2 separate regions of the Ovis aries genome follow, and region 2 is linked to region 1. A link is a contact called in public Hi-C data. All regions are on one chromosome and are shown on one strand. Each heading gives the region's core, a stretch centred on a gene start, on an enhancer-like site or on the middle of the called end of the contact. The rest is flanking DNA. Distances are from core to core; before and after follow the strand shown. Region 1 holds the start of CIAO1 (cytosolic iron-sulfur assembly component 1). Region 2 holds the start of LOC101114342 (fumarylacetoacetate hydrolase domain-containing protein 2).

Region 1 (5,088 bases), core at 1,162-3,661:
CCAGTCATCCTCTTCCTCCCGGTAGAGCTTCACTGTGTCGTCATAGCTGGCGGAGGCCAGCAGCTGTGGGGGAGGCCAAGGACAGCGCAGTAAGTGTGTGTAGGGCCCGGGAGTGTCTTCGGTTCCAAGACTTCTCCCTCCCGGGACAGGACAGTCCCAGGGATGTGCTTTTATAAAGGGACTCACTGACATCTTCTGGTCACAGACAGAGATTCCTGGGAAAGCCAGGTTGAGGCTGAAGAGCAGAAGGCGGCTGGGTACAACCCTCCACGTTACATTACTTCCCACCGAGATAGCCGGCTCTTACCTCCTGGCTCGGGTGCCAAACCACATGCTTGACATCCTGTGTGTGGGAGTTGAGGACACTGACACACTCATACTCATCCTCTTCATCAACTGTGGAGAAGAAAAGAAGGGGGCACACAAGCTGACCGTCAGGGACACAGGGCGGGGCGCGGAGATCGGGTGGCAGGCTCTCCAGTGCACCTGGAGGGATCTGGACTCACCTTCCCAGACCCACACACTCTTGTCTCGGCTGCAGGTGGCAAGGAGGTTGCCAGACGGAGCCCAGGCCACTGATTTGACCTCATTTTCATGGCCCTCCAGAGTGGTTACACACTGCGAACAGTGAAGAGGGACAGGAATCAGTGCCAGCTAAGACCCCTGTGGTCCTTGCAAGTCCAGTCCCACTGACCCAGGCTGGCTCAGGTTCCTAAACCAGGAACATCCCTGGTGGTCCAGTGGTTAAGAATCAAAACTGCCAGTGCAACGCACACAGGTTCCAACACTGGTCCCCAGGAAGACTCCGCACGCCCTGGAGCAACCAAGCCCGTCCACCACAACTACTGAAGCCCAGGAGCTCTGCAGCCTTCACTCCAGAACAAGAGAAGCCACCACAGGAAGCCCATGCACCGCAACAAAGAGTAGCCTGCACTTGCCACAACTGGAGAAGGCCCACGCAAAGCAGCGGAGACTCAGCACAGCCAAAAATAAACACTAGAATAAAAAAAGTTCCTAAACCAGCCCTGGGGATCAAACAGGCAACAATCCTGGTCCCATCTATTTACCTCAAAGTCATCCTCATTCTTCTTCCAAATGCAAGTGGTGGCATCAAAGCTGGCCGAGGCCAGGTAATTTCCGCATGGAGACCAGGCCACCTTCCGCACGGTGCGCTGGTGGCCTTCACAAAGGACAGATTTGCAGACCCAGCTGTCACCTAAAAACAGAGGACAGGTCAAGTTCTGGAGCTGGGCCCACAAGAATGTACTGAAGCAGGAGCCATGCCATTGGGTAATAGGGTCCAGCATCAGAGCCCGGCTGGGAGGCGGAGCTCAGCAAAGTTACAGAAAGCTGGAGGCATCCTTCTGAAACAAATCTGAGGAATCACCCTCCTGATTTAACATTGTTAAGAGCACCTACATGTGTGTGTGCGTGTGCGCGCGACCGCCCTAAGTCACTTCAGTCACCTCTCACTCTTTGCGACCCCATGGACCACAGCCTGCCAGGCTCCTCTGTCCATGGCATTTTCCAGGCAAGAATACTGGAGTGGGTAGCCATTCCCGCCTTCAAGGGATCTTCCTGACTCAGGGATCCAACTGGCCTCTCTTGTGTTGGCAGTCGCCACCTGGTAAATGCCCTTGGGATAAAATTTAAACTTCTTCAACTGTTGCAAATTATTTTGAAGCCTACTTTCTTCCTTCTCTTCTCATTTTCCTGCCTCAGCAACTATCACAATTTCCCTAACAGTTTCAGTCTCTCTATTGACTCTCTCTATTGGAGAAGGAAATGGCAATCCACTCCAGCACTCTTGCCTGGAAAATCCCATGGACAGAGGAGCCTGGTAGGCTACAGTCCATGGGGTCGCAAAGAGTCGGAGACGACTGAGCGACTTCACTTCACTCACTATTGACATTTTAGCTTCTAGTAGTTGCTGACTCCTTCACCGGAAAACCCATTCTCAAAGTGGCTAAGGTTCAACTCGAAGAGAACCCCTCCATCCTCTCCCTCGGCCCGTGACCCTCGTCCAGGGTCTGCCTGCCCCGCAGGCTGCGTACTCCCCGAGACTGGCACCCACATCAAGCGCAAGGAGACCCCTTGGCGGCAGGGGTCGTGCAGCCGGATCGGGGCTTACCCTCCCTGCCCCAGATTCGGACGCTGCGGTCGCCACCGCACGAGGCCAGCAAGGTTCCCGCGGGGTTCCAGGCCAGGAACCAGCAGCGGGAGTCCGGGTGCGCCAGGATACGGCTAAGCAGCACCAGCGAGTCCTTCATGGCTGCCCGGCGCAGGAGGAGACAAAAATGAGCAGAGCCAGCCGCTCCGACAGCGGTTCTCACGGAGCAAACCCCCTCGCGCCCGACTGCCAGGGTCCACCCTGGAAACGAAGCGCCCGCTGCTTCGGCTGCGCTGCCTTCTGGGAGTTGTAGTCGTCCTTTCCCCACCCCACTCCCCCAGCCGCGGCTCCACCTCCAACGAACAGCATCACGGCACGGCCTGGAACTACCAGTCCCATGAGGCCTTGCGCAGGGAGCCGGCGGCGCGCTCGGGCTGTGTCGCGCGCTGGGAACGGGGCGGGGAGCCGGAGGAGGCGGGGTCAGAGGTGGAGGAAGCCGGAAGTGGATCGGGCCGGGGTCTGTCCGGGCGTTGCGGGTTTGGGCCCTGAGATCGCTCGGGTCGGGGTAACTGAGGAGCCCGTGACCGGGACGGAGCGACGCCATACCGGCACTGAAGCCTGCTGACTGGTGAGGATCAGAAGTCGCTGAGGGGTGGGTCGTATCTGGGCAGGGATCGCACCGCAGAGCGCCGTTCCCAGATCCTGGTTCCCCGATCCTTGCGGCCCAGCTTGGCCCTCCGCCCCTGGGCACCTTCTGGCCAGGACCCCGAGTCCGGCTCTTTCTTCCACCAGTAACGGATACCTCCGCCCGAGCCCCTCTCCCTACTGTATTCTGCCGAGGTCCAGCGGGCCCCCAGCCCTCTCCGGGTCTTCGTCCCGCACCTCCGCAGCTCCACTCCGGGGACCCCGTCCCCGCCCCCCGAACCTCTGCAGCTCTCCAGTCTCTGCTCGGCCCTTGGTCCCACCCCCATCCCCTGGGGTCGGCCCTGACCGCCTTCCTCCAGCCTCACCTGCTACGAACCCAGTACGTTGCTCTCCTCCCCCTGGACAGGCAGGCTCTGTGCGCCCCGCGGAGGTCGGCGGCTACCAGCAGCGACCGCGGAGCGACGGCGGGCGGCCCCGGACATGTACGCCCCCGGAGGCGCAGGGCTGCCCGGCGGGCGCCGGCGGAGGAGCCCGGGAGGCAGCGCTCTGCCCAAGCAGCCGGAGCGTAGTCTGGCCTCGGCCCTGCCGGGTGCCCTGTCCATCACCGCGCTGTGCACCGCGCTCGCCGAGCCTGCCTGGCTGCACATCCACGGTGGCACCTGTTCCCGCCAAGAGCTGGGGGTCTCCGACGTCCTAGGCTACGTGCACCCGGACCTGCTGAAAGGTGAGGGCGCTGCGCGCCAGCCCTCTTCTTTCTAGGCGCCCGGGCCTCCTTGGCAGGGTGCGGACTGGAGCTGAGATAGCCTGGGGTAGGCACCTGGTTGAAGGAAACAGCCCATTGCTGCCTGATGTTCTTGCCCACCAGGTGGCTCTGTTTGGGGTCCGGCCCCTTATTAATTCTGATGTTATTCAGCCAAGCACCCACTCCTCAACGCCATGGTAATCTGGACTGCTATTTTCGGCTTCTGCTGGGGGAAGGGCGCAGTATATCAGAGAGAAGATAAGGGTGCTAGGCATCACAATTACCTGTCTCCTTCTAAGGAGCCCGAGATACAGGAAGATTTTTTTTGTTGTTTTTTTGTCGGGGGGTGGGGTGGTCAGCTTGAGAAAAAGGAACTTTAAAATACGGCCAGATTTTAAAAGATGTTTGTGAGTTCTGCAGTCTTTGGATTGTTGTTAGAGAAAAGGGGAGTCTACGGTATTTTCAATAACCAGAAGTCAGTTCCATTGCCACCCTCAGTAAAACAATAGGAATTTGGCCCGTGGAACCCTCACAAGTGTGAGGGAATGAGGTAAGGTTGCTTTGTTCATTATGGTGCTTCCTGGGCAGGGAAGCAGAAGAAAGAGGAACCAGACCATCATCTTTACTGGATGCAGGGGAGGTCTGTGGCCCATCCTTCCCAGCCCTCCTCTCTGGTGATGAAGGTACAGGCTGTGTGGTATGGGGGCAGTATTGCACTGCCTGATTTTTACAGGGAAAGTGGTCAGTGGATTGCAAACAGCCCTGATTAACAGCAGAGTTCATTACCCCCAAGGCCTTTTGAACCATTCCTGAAGGTTTTCTCCTTGTGCCACTCCTGGCTGTAATTCATTCCAGATGTGTGTTGCCCCATTGTCTGTTTAAGGATTCATGTTGCCTGGGGTTTGGTGAAAAGGACAAGTTCTCTTTGAGTGCCTTGGATCATACACCACTTGTGCAGGTCGAGGCTGAAAAACCCTGTCCTGTGGCCTAATGTTATCTTTCTCTGAGAGTTCTCTCGCTGGTTTGCATTTCTCTTGAGTTTTCAAAGCTTTCGGATGATTTTGTGGAGAACAGGATGGGGGCTTCTGGTTTGTTTCCAGATATCACTGTGATGATAACTTTCACTGTGTTGGCTCACTAAGACCTATGGGCTTCCCTGGTGGCTCAGATGGTAAAGAATCCACCTGCAATCCAGGAGACCCTGGTTCGATTCCTGGATGGGGAACATCCCCTGGAGAGGGAAAGGGCAGCCCACTCCAGTATTCCTGCCTGGGAAATACCATGGACAGAGAAGCCTCACAGGCTACAGTTCCTGGGGTCACAGAGAGACACGACTTAGCAACTAACACTAACACTTACCCACTGGATGGAGACCACGTGCTATGCAGCTTTCTCTGTGGCAAAAAGCCCATCAAGCTTGAGTTGAGTCAGGGTGACTTTTCTGGTAGCACGCTCCTCAGAACTTGCCTTCTTTGAGGCACAGCTGCCACTTTGGGCTGCTTCATCCAGACCTTGGCGGCTGATGCCCTTGGTGGTCGGTATTTCAAGTGCTTGATGTCGTATCAAAACCGGGAGTGTGCGTGCATGCTCA
Region 2 (5,088 bases), core at 990-3,489, 210 kb after region 1:
GAATAGGACGAGGAATTCATTAAAGGGGGCCCACCATGAACAAGAGACCACAGGTGAAACAGGCTCCACTCAAAGACAAGCTGACAGAAGCAATTTTTTTTAATGCCAATTTGATCCTGTTACTCTATTTGGCCTTCCCAGATGGTAAAGAACCTGCCTGCCAATGCAGGAGATGCAAGAGACACAGGTTTGATTCCTGAGTCAGGAAAATCCCCTAGAGTAGGAAATAGCAACCTGCTTCAGTATTCTGGCCTGGGAAATCCCATGGCCAGAGAGGCCTGGCAGGCTACAGTCCATGGGGTCCCAATGAGTTGGATATGACTGAGCAAATAAGCACGCACGCATGGGCGAGAGTACAGGCTGCCTGGGGAGAGGCTGCAGGAGAGTTCAGGGGCCAAGCCTGACAGGGGCTTTCTCCTCTCTGGGTCCCTGGGCCATGACTGTCTCTTTCATTACTGGGTGCATGGTGCCTAGTACTGTGCCCGCCACGCAGCAGGCTCTCAGCTAGTCTCAGCTGAAAGCAGGAATGTCGGAGCAGGGGCTTAACTTTTCACTACTTGGGAAAGCTCGGTGATTATCCATCTCAGGAGGAGGTGCCATCCCTCCTCAAATCACTGAGAAAGTATCAACACGGCTCAGGTCCCATCTTGAGCTCTAGGCTCCACTCAAAGACAAAACCCATTCTTCTTTTTTTGTTTCTAAGTCTGGCCTCTGTTCCCAAAGTCCCTCCTCTTCTTGGTTCCGTGCTTTTAAAAGTAGCCCTTTATGCTTGGGCTTCCCAGGTGGCGCCTGAGTAAAGAACCTGCCTGCCAATGCAGGGAATGTAAGAGGCATGGGTTCAATCCCTGGGTCAGCAAGATCTCCTGGAGGAAGGCATGGCAACCCGCTCGAGGATTCTTGCCTGGAGAATCCTATGGACAGAGAAGCCTGGTGGGCTACAGCCCATGGGGTCACAGAGCAGATACAACTGAAGCGACTTAGCATGCATTATGTTCAGGCACTTGGAGGTAATCCCAGACTCCTGGTTGTCTGATGATTTGATCTGCCTTGAGAAGTTAAACACTGATTAGATCCAGGTCTCTTGTTCTGATTGCTCACTGTGCTGGCTGATGAGTTTAACCAGAAAACCAGGAGTTTAAAACCTCCCACCCTCCTACCTTACACAAGCACCTACCACGCCACGGGCAAGGGATGTTCAAGCTACAGTGTTAGCACCCAGATACTTCACACACTAAGATTAAACAGATCCCACTGAATGCCAGGTCTTACCTTAAGTGCTTTACCTGCGATGTCTGATTTAATTCTCCTGACAACTGTGGAAGGTAGGGTCTGTTGGTCCCATTTCACAGATACACAATCTACAGTAAAGTGCTGGGACCTGAATCCAGGTCCGGGTGACACTGGAGTTCTTGATTTGGGTTAACATGTCCTCGTGTCCTCGGGGTGTTAAGCATGGACACTTTAGCCCAGGGGTATTGATGAGAAACAGGAACCTCCAACAGGAGATTTGAAGGCTCAGGGACGCCCTGCAAGCCGTCAGCCATGCGCCGGGAAATTTGATCTGCTGGCTACTGCCTCCGGGAGAGAGCTGGTCACCTGCTCTCCCAGATAACCACAGGCTGACCTTCCCACGTGACAGACCCTTGCAGGTTCCCATTTCGTCCTATAGCAATCCCTCCAGGCAGAGCGCCTCATTTCACAGAAGGGGCGTTGAGGCTTCAGGTGAAGTCACCAGCCAAGGCACCTGAAAGTGGCCCCGCTGCTTCTGCGGGAATCAGCGAGCCACGGTGCCTGAGCTCAGTCCAGCTCCGGAAAAGGGTCCTTAAGCAAAAAGGCTGGGACCTGGCACGTCGCAGGCGCCATAAGCCTGCGAGACGAAGGTCTGCGCCCGGGATCGGGTGCCACTATTCACTCGTCTGGGCCCCCGCGTGGGTCCCCCAGTTTCCCTGTGTGCCTAGCTCAGTGGGCGCTCAGACGGGCCCGCCCACCCTATTAGAGTGCTCGGAGAGGCGGGGCAGCAGCGCTCAGTCCTGCCCATCCCGGGAGGCCGGGAGGGAGGCCGAGGCCCGGCGCGCCCCGCCATCTGGCCCAGATCTAACCTACCTGGCCCCCTGCGCTGTCGGGATGGGACTCGCGGGCCCGAGACCACGATCACCCGGCGCCTGAGCGCAGGTACTGAGCTCGGGAGACAGCTACCAGCCTAGAGTTCTAACAGGGTGAGCCGAGGGGCTCCCCTAAATAAGACGTCAGCGGAGGCGGGCGCGCTCTCGTGGCGTCACGGGGACAACGGCCAATGGCAGGGCGTCTAGTTCGGTGCCGGAAGCACGTTGCGGAGGGGGCGGGCCCAGCGCTGAATGGTAGGAGATCTCTTGATCCTGCAGGCCTGCTGGCGCAGACTCCATCCGCCGGGCGCTGCGTTCCCGGAGGCACTCGCTCTCGGGTCGCCCTGCGCTTGCAAGAACCTGAAAGTGGGTGCTTCCTGAAATTTTGCGCCCTGGGCCTGCCTGAGGCCCTGCATCCGGACCAGGCCCTGCTCTGATCTTTGAGCAAAACGCAGTGGAGACCAAATTATGGCGTGCCATAATTTGACAAAGACAAGCCTTCCTATTGTGCCAGATCAGTGAAGAGAGGAGGGATGTTTGTACCCTGTTTGTACCCATTTTACATCTGGGCAAACCTGAGGCCGGAAGTGTTTTACTCAAGAAGTCATATTGACCCCAAGTGCAGCCTTTTACACCTTTTTAGAGCCCTGTCTTCATATGGGCTGCACACAGGGTAGGGGAGACATAACCTCCATTATTAGAAAACAGGTATTCTAGTGGAGAGGTGGTTTAATTAAACAAACAATCTTACATTCCAGGCCTCTGGCATATGAAGACACAGGAGGGGGTCTGGGCTAGAGTCCCAACACTTAATCAAGGAGCAGACCATCAAGGGCTTTATTTGCCCTAGAAAGGAGTTTGAGCCTTATCTAATCTCACGGGAGGCCACTGGAACGTCCTCAGAGGGAGTGGGTTGCATTTGAGAAGTTTTGTTCAGGGCATTCCTGCAAGGAAAGGTGTCTGAGTAAGTGATGCAGCTGAGAGCAGCGGTGGCTTGGTGTGTGGCAGAGATGGTGAAAGTTCTGAAATGTTGAGAAGGCAGAACTGACAGCCCTCAATTTTGACAGGAGGTGGGATTAAGGGGGAAAGAGGTGTAAGGCTGACTCCTAGGTGTCTGGCCTGGTAGATGGCAGTGCCATTCACCAAGACACGGGTTCCAGGGACGCAGTGTGTCTGGGGGGAGGATGGTGAGCTCAGTTTTGGGTGGGTTGTGTTTAATGTGTCTGTCTATGGGGTCTCACAGAGTTGGACACCACTGAAGCGACTTAGCAGCAGCAGCAGCAGCAGGTTATTAAAGGGGGTCTGGAGCTTCAGCTTTTGTCTGGCTTAAAGATGCCCGTCAGCATGCATGCATGCTAAGTCACTTCAGTCGTGTCCAACTCTGCGACCCCCATGGACAGCAGCCCATATAAATGGAACATGGTGGGTGAGTGTCATGGGTGGGGGGATGTGCTAAAGAGAGCTTAGCATAACCCCCAATCAGGAGATCCACCATGTAAGGATGAGCCAGAGAGATGGAACGGAAACAGTGAGACATGGGAACTCGTAACTTCAAAAGTTAAGTAGAGAAAGGGAAGATTAAAAAAAATAGACTCAAACCAAACTTCTACTAATGTAAACTGCAATGTCTGAGATGACAAATACCCTACAAGGCAGTGTCAACATTGCAGAAAAGAAGACTGGTGGATTTGAAAACAGCACTACAAAAAGGAAAGGGCACTGCTCAAAAAGGGAGGCCCCTGACTGCGCCCACAGCAGGACTGAGTCTGCAGTGCATCCCCGCGTGCTGCCAGCATTGTTGGAAACAAACAAAGGCAAGATTCTTGCTAAGAAAATCAATGTACATATTGAGGATGTTAAGCACTCTTAAGAGCTGAGATGGCTTCCTGAAAAACGTGTGAGGGAAAAAACTAGAGGCACAAAGTCAGTGGGACTGCCTTGGCAGTTCACTATTGAAAACTCCACTCTTCTACCCCAGAGGGTTTGATTCTTGGTTGGGTAATGAAAATCGTGCATGCTGCCCGACGCAATAAAAAAATATTAAAATTATTTTTAAAAATATGCCAGCAGATCTTAGGTCTAGTGAGTTTTTTTTTTTAAACACCATTAGAAAAGACCATTTCTCTGGGAGAAATCCAAACAGCTTAATATATGTAATTAGAGGAGAGGGAAGGGGGAACAGAAAGAAAATATCTGAAGAAGTAATGACCAAGACTTTTCTAAACGTGATGAAAACTGCAAACCCAAGGTTGCCATGTCCTTCTCCAGGGGATCTTCCAAACCCAGGGATCGAACCTAGGTCTTCCACATTGCAGGTGGTTTCTTTACCATCTGAGCCACAAGGGACATGAGGAAAATGACGTCACGGCGTAGCACAAGCGAGTTAGTCCATATTAGTGATAAACGGAAAAAATTAAAAGCAGCCAGAGGACTTCTACGTCCAGAAAAATGGAGAAGCATTTGTCTTTAAGTACAACTAAAAACCTACACAAAGCAATCGTAAGACTCTGAAAAAAGATGAGCAGGCCGGCCGGCACGGGGTCTGCACAGCCACGAGGTGACACAGCCATGAATTCTCTGGGCTCTTTTTTCTCATATATCCGGACTCGGTGCTGAAAAAGCTGGCTACTGGAAATGCCAATGGGTGCAGACACAAAAAGCCCCAAGAAAATCCTGCTCTCCTTAGTCAAAGGACTGAAAAGGGACAGTCTTGCAAAACAGAAAATTTAGACAATAACTGTTGTGGCCCCCATACCCACTAGCAAAGGCGGAGTAGGAAGCCTAGATTTTCACCCTTGCCAGCCTGTAATGAAGTGCCTCAACTGTTCCCCCATGTCAGAGTGGCGAACAGGGTGGGTCAGAGAAGGGCAGGTGGGGAGCCTGAATTGTCCTCGCTGCTGGGTAGTAACAAGGTCACCCTCCACAGTGGAGGCCATGTGAGGAGCTGGAGTTCCCACTATGCTCAGTAACAAAGATCCTTGGGTGT

The links. A called contact is a pair of places that touch in the nucleus more often than the background predicts.
Region 2: a contact with region 1 is called in a Hi-C map of muscle, with 3 times the contacts expected there. The contact joins the promoter of LOC101114342 here to the promoter of CIAO1 in region 1. A contact is called at or near these places in 3 of 16 Hi-C or Micro-C datasets (blood, hypothalamus and muscle).

The regions. Positions count from the first base shown.
Region 1 is chr3:104,096,369-104,101,456 of ARS-UI_Ramb_v3.0, forward strand. It overlaps CIAO1 (cytosolic iron-sulfur assembly component 1), which reads right to left and starts at 2,412. Exons shown (of 7, transcript XM_004006167.5): 1 at 2,132-2,412; 2 at 1,068-1,216; 3 at 507-618; 4 at 308-396; 5 at 1-63. The coding sequence starts at 2,270. It overlaps TMEM127 (transmembrane protein 127), which reads left to right and starts at 2,593. Exons shown (of 3, transcript XM_060413978.1): 1 at 2,593-2,738.
Region 2 is chr3:104,306,225-104,311,312 of ARS-UI_Ramb_v3.0, forward strand. LOC101114342 (fumarylacetoacetate hydrolase domain-containing protein 2) reads right to left here and starts at 2,240. Exons shown (of 9, transcript XM_012173857.5): 1 at 2,104-2,240; 2 at 1,270-1,313.